2 separate regions of the Mus musculus genome follow, and region 2 is linked to region 1. Evidence: chromatin contacts called from public promoter capture Hi-C data. All regions are on one chromosome and are shown on one strand. Each heading gives the region's core, a stretch centred on a gene start, on an enhancer-like site or on the middle of the called end of the contact. The rest is flanking DNA. Distances are from core to core; before and after follow the strand shown. Region 1 holds the start of Pars2 (prolyl-tRNA synthetase (mitochondrial)(putative)). Region 2 overlaps Tceanc2 (transcription elongation factor A (SII) N-terminal and central domain containing 2).

Evidence for each region. Promoter capture Hi-C pulls out the DNA fragments that hold promoters and counts their contacts.
Region 2: a promoter capture Hi-C map of cranial neural crest shows a contact between it and region 1. The contact joins the enhancer-like site here to the promoter of Pars2 in region 1. A contact is called at or near these places in 5 of 39 promoter capture datasets (cranial neural crest, frontonasal cranial neural crest, liver and 2 more), 1 of 484 Hi-C or Micro-C datasets (memory CD8 T cells) and 7 of 115 datasets of contacts at active chromatin or transcription factors (craniofacial prominence, embryonic basal ganglia, embryonic stem cells and 1 more).

Annotation. Positions count from the first base shown.
Region 1 is chr4:106,649,755-106,652,454 of GRCm38.p6, forward strand. It overlaps Pars2 (prolyl-tRNA synthetase (mitochondrial)(putative)), which reads left to right and starts at 1,315. Exons shown (of 2, transcript NM_172272.2): 1 at 1,315-1,377.
Region 2 is chr4:107,139,001-107,141,700 of GRCm38.p6, forward strand. Tceanc2 (transcription elongation factor A (SII) N-terminal and central domain containing 2) reads right to left here. Exons shown (of 5, transcript NM_025617.2): 5 at 1-799. The coding sequence ends at 611. Among named protein-coding and RNA genes, the nearest start is that of Tceanc2, 38 kb to the right of the region's middle. Within about 2 kb of position 1,366, at least 44 of the 459 cell types and tissues checked have an H3K27ac peak or open chromatin away from gene starts, as enhancers often do.

The DNA.
Region 1 (2,700 bases), core at 65-2,564:
CATGTGCTCCAGGGTTGTACAAGAAGGCCGGCTGAGCAAGCCATGAGGAACAAGCCAGTAAGCGGTATTTCTCAGTGGTGTTTGCTTCAATTCCTGTCTCCAGGTTCCTGTCCTGAGACTTGACTCCTCGCTACCCACCCCCACCCCAGGGATGGACGGTAACTCATAAGCTAAAACAAACCCTTTCCTCCCCAAGTTGCTTTTGGTTGTTATCTTTCTCACAGCCACTGAAAGCAGACTAAGACACTTGGTCGGCTGAAGTTTGACTGTGTCAGCTTACAGGCCATCACTTCTAACATGAATGTTGGGAGCTGTTTTCCCCATTCTCTGCTTCCCCACAGCTGCAGCAGTAGCGTGTACTATGTAATTATTCATAAACTATTTTGTGAGGGCTGGGGAGACAGCTCATCAGGTAAAGTGGGTGCCATGAAACATGAAGAGGGGGTTCAGAGCCTCAGTGTATAAGGTAGAGATGGATGAGAAACACCTATGAAAGCTTTGGGCCTTCACACACTAGTTCACACGTGTATATGTGTTCCTACACACATACAAACATACCACATAACACACTTATGTAAACCATGTACATATACATCTTGTAAATGAAGAAAAGACCCAGCCTCATTGTATGTGTGTGTGAGTTTGTGTGGGAGTGGAGGTGGGTATCCTCAGTGGTCAGAAGGTTTTGGAGTTCCCTGGAGCTGGCGTTTCAGTGATTGTGGGTGCTGAGAACCGAACACTGGTTCTCTGAAGCACAGCAGTGGTTGTTAACCAGCACAGCAACGAATGTTTCAAGTCGCATCTTCAAGACTCAGGGACACTCGCCTTTGAGAAGCCACATCCGTGCTCTCCAGTTCCCCTGGTGCTTTTAAGCCTAGTGCTTCAGCCTATATTAAAATGTCTTTATTAAACCCCATCTCTGCTTCATAAAATTTTTTAAAAAGACTTCCTTGGCTATTGTAATACAGGTGACCTTATGCAAGTGTTTCATAGTTTTAAACTCATTTAAATTGTGGCTTGTTCAATCATAGCGTAGATTTGAAACATAGCTATTGTCAATGAACCTGCTCTCCACATAGACCGGGCCTAGCAGTGGGCGGTAAAAACAGGACTCAAATCCTTTAAAGTAAGGTTTGATCATAGAGTTGAACCTTGCTAATTCCTAGAGGGCACTTCCGGAATCTTGGCGGGAGAGCGAGGCTCTTTGGTTTGCTTTCCGGAAAACCTCTCCAGCCTCTCTCCAGAGCGTGGGACCGGAGCATCCCGCCCCCTCCCGTGAGTGCGGCTTTCCGATTGGTGAGAAACACAGGGGGCGAGGCTCCGGCCATGTCGGCGCAGGCGCACTGGCTTTGCGTGACTGAAGAGCGCCCGACTCAGGTATTGAGTTGCTGCTGGTGAGCATCGGTGGCCGCTGGACTTGGAGGGTGGCTAGGAAGGGCCCAGCGAATCTAGGGACAGTTTCTGGGCACGCGCACCCACGATCTGGTGTCTGCTGTCTCGCGTGCATCCTCTCAGTCGCCACAGGCTATTGGATAGTCGTGTGCTCGGTTGCAGTTCACCTTTCCCCATCTCCACCCCCGCTGTTTGAGAGCAACACTTCCGCCCTAGTTATCCTTGCGTGGCCCTTACTTAGAGGCACAGAGTTCCTAAAAGGGCCCATTTTGGACCGGTCCCGGGGATGACCTGGTGGCTCAGCCGCCTTAGGGTTCTAAAGAGGAATGAAGTGACCGCAGTACGCTCACTCCTCGTAAAGGCCAAGATAGAGCAGGGGTTGGAAGTTTCATCGCTGTTGTATGCTGCGCTGACGTTGGTGGTATTTGGAGGCAAATTCCCGCAATCCAGAATGGCCATGGGCCTTTTGATGTCACCTGACACAAATCAGAGCCTATGACCCTATGATCCATCTCAGAGCCTATGAATTGGGCATCATAATACACAAACCTTTAGGGCACTAGGCATTGCAAGCACACTGTGTGCAGTTTTCCTGACTGGATCGTGTGTGTGTTCATGTACTGTGTACCTGAAATAGGGCGAAGGCAGGGAAAAGGCCTCTTACAGGTGAGATCTGCGGTACACTCGAAAGGCAGCAAGAAACTGTCATTACCAATGCCTGTGTTAAGTTGAAAGTGTAAGGAATGCAAGGAGGCCAGTAGAGACTGTTTTAACAGTCACGGATGATGGTATCTTGAACTGAGGTGCAGGCTGGTCAGGTGGAGCAGGCTGGGCCAGAGGACTAAAAACTGTGACAGTACTGTGGAGCAGAGTAGATGAGGGCAGGTTTCTGGTTTGGCCAGAGGGTGCTTTGCAGGGTGATACTCAGATCTGCAGGGGCACCATTGTCTGAAGAGATTCTGCCTCACTAAGTTTCAAATAGCGTGTACTATGTTCTCCAAAGATGGGAGAATATATAGGTCAGAAATTCAACAGTTTGGACAGTGAAGATGCAAACTGACCAGGAATGTGTGGTGGGTGAGAGGAGCAGTTAAAACAATATTGACTTTTTTGTTGCGGCAGATTTTCATTTCCTCCGATGTCCTGGAACTCAGATGTGCAAACCTAGCTGATTCTCTTACCTCTGGCTCCCAAGTGCTGGGATTACAAATATGCCTCAGCGCCTAGCAATACTGACTTAGTAGGGATCGAGACAAGGAATTGAAGAAAAAACAAACAAACAAAAACCAAAAAAAGCCTGCTCTTCGC
Region 2 (2,700 bases), core at 116-2,615, 490 kb after region 1:
GAACCCCGAGGTGCAGGGAGGCTTCAGGCCAGCTCCTCATTAGAGGCCTCAGCATGGGGGCTCAGGAGCCCCTCCCCGAAGGTCTTCCAGGGAGAGCTGAAAGGCTCAGATAAGTGAGCGGTGGCAAGCAGGGCTGGTCGCAGGCTCCAGTGGGCTCACCCCTGGGGTAGAGCAAAGAGAGCAGACGGGAGTTCTGAGAGGCTTCGGAGCTGTCTAAACTCAGGGGGCTGGAACCGCGTGAGGAGCAGCGGTAATTGAGTTTCAGTTACCTGCAGGGTGGCGAAATAAAGTGGTAACTTCATCTGCTGACATGGGGGAGTTTAGAGGTGTCCTTGGCAAGCTCACAGTGAAACCTGTCACCCTTCCATTGTGCTGGGTGATGGTGACTGGATGGCACTTCCCAGTGACAGCCCCGTTCATCCCGTCAGGCAGCGCCAGCGCAAGGCAGCTAATGAAGCCGCCCCCACAGGCCTATCTCCCAGGGCTCCCCACGTTCTGTCTGAAGGAATGGCACCATGGGAATATCCAGCACAGCCAACATCCGCATCACCCAAACTCAAAAGAGGCTTTGAATGGTGGCGCGAGGCCCGGTGCTGGGCCCGTCCCCGGGTCACTTTTTGTGGGTCTGTACAAACGTGCCGACCGGCAGCGCTCCGCTCTTCACCTGCTCCCGGATCTCAGCTCGGTGCTTTAATGTGAAGACCAGAGCGCGTACCGTCCTCCGGTAGGGCCCGTTAATGAGCCGGGAGCAGAGATGAAACGTTTCCCGCTCAATATTTTCAACCAGTAGGTGATCCATCTGAAAAACAGCAAAATTATCAAATTAGGGCCTTGCGTTGCATAAGGATTAAAGCAAGAGAGGCTGGCGCTCTCTGCTCTGGGGCTTCCATTAATCAACTGAAATTCAAGGACATCTACTTCCTGTCACAAGAGAAACAGGAAGAGCAAATTAATTCCACCCTGGCAATTAAGGAACAAGGCCATGTGCTTTGTGACAGGGACCTCATTCACAGCCCCTGCCGGGTGGTAATATTTGCCATTATAACAGGAAACCGGCACCAGGCCCTGTGCTTTACCAACCAGGAAGCGGGGGCCCAAGGATAATAAATCAGAGTGACGATGCGTACCTCTTTGTTTTAAACGTGCCTTTTAACTTCATATAACATCTTAGATGTGCTGGTCTGGACCCTGGGATGCTTACAGAGCAGTTTATAAATCATGCTCATGTTTAATATTCGTAACTGATTATCACGTTTTACATCTGAGGAGGAGTTTCACAACTGAAGGGGCAGGGCTGGACACAGCCTGACTCCAGAGTTCAAGCATTCTTCCCTTCAGCAGAGACACTCCTTGGCTGAGTCTGGATGGGGAAGCCAACCGGACAGGGTCTCTAACAGTGCGGGTGATCTGCCCCAGGTCCAGGCCAGGCCGAGGTCATAGACCTAATCAAGGGCAGCCTCTGTGGCTGGTCAGGGACTTCCAACCAAGCCCACTTTTCCAGGCCCACCTCCTAGTAGCCAGGGCTGCCTTTCCCTAGGAATCACTCTGCTGGTTTATGTCAATTTAACACCAGGTAGTCATCTGAAGGAGGGAGCTTTAACTGAAAATGTCTGCGGAAGGTCAGGCTGCAGGCAAGTCCGTATGGCCTGCCTGCCTGCCTGCCTGCCTGCCTGTCTCTCTCCCGCCCTCCCTTCCTCCCTCCCTCCTTTTTTGTTTTTTAAAGAAAGGGTTTCTCTGTGTAGCTCTGGCTGTCCTGGAACTCATTCTGTAGACCAGGCTGGGCTCACACTCAGATCTGCCTTCCTCTGCCTCTGCCTCCCAAATGCTGGGATTAAAGAAAGGCATATGCCACCACACCTGGCTGTAGAGCATTTTCTTATTTTGTGGTAAGGCCTAGTCCACTGTGGGTAGTACCACTCTGGGTTGGTGGTCCTAGGTTCTGTAAGAAAGCAGGGTGAACAAGCCAGGGGAGGCAAGCCAGTAAGCAGCACCCCTCCATGGCCTCTGTGTCTCCTGCCTCTGGGTTCCTGCCCTGCTTGAATTCTTGCCTTGGCTTCCCTAAGTGAACTGTAATTCAGGGTGTTTCATCACAGCAACAGTAATCCTAACCAAGACACTCTGCTATGTTGGTATGTCAAGTTTAAGCAACCCCTACTCCAACACACACACACACACACACACACACACACACACACACACACACACACACAGGGAAAATAAAAAAACCTTAGTGCAAAGACTGAGAGTTCTTTAGGCTGCAACAATGTCCTCAGCGTTCCTTGATCACTGTCACAATACACTGCAGTTCCCCTGGTAAAACATCCTTCCAAATTGGAATCCTATTTACTTATGTACTGACTGGTGCTGGACACTGAACTGGGAACCTTACACGTGCTAGGCACAGGCTCCAGCACTGAGTTGTAGTCACAGCCCAGACCAGTTCATTTCTCTCTCTTCAGCCCTTCTTAGGCACTTAGTGTGGCCACGACACCCGGCTCAGTAAGAGTTTCTATTGCTGTGACAAACACCGAGACCAAAGCAACTTGGACGAGGAAAGCGTTTATTTGGCTTAGGCTTCCACATCATTGCTCATCATCAAAGGAAGTCAGGAACCTGGAGGCAGAAGCTGGTGCAGAGACCATGGAGGAGTGCTGCTTACTGGCTTGCACGCCCGTCTTCCTTCTATCACCCAGGATGAAA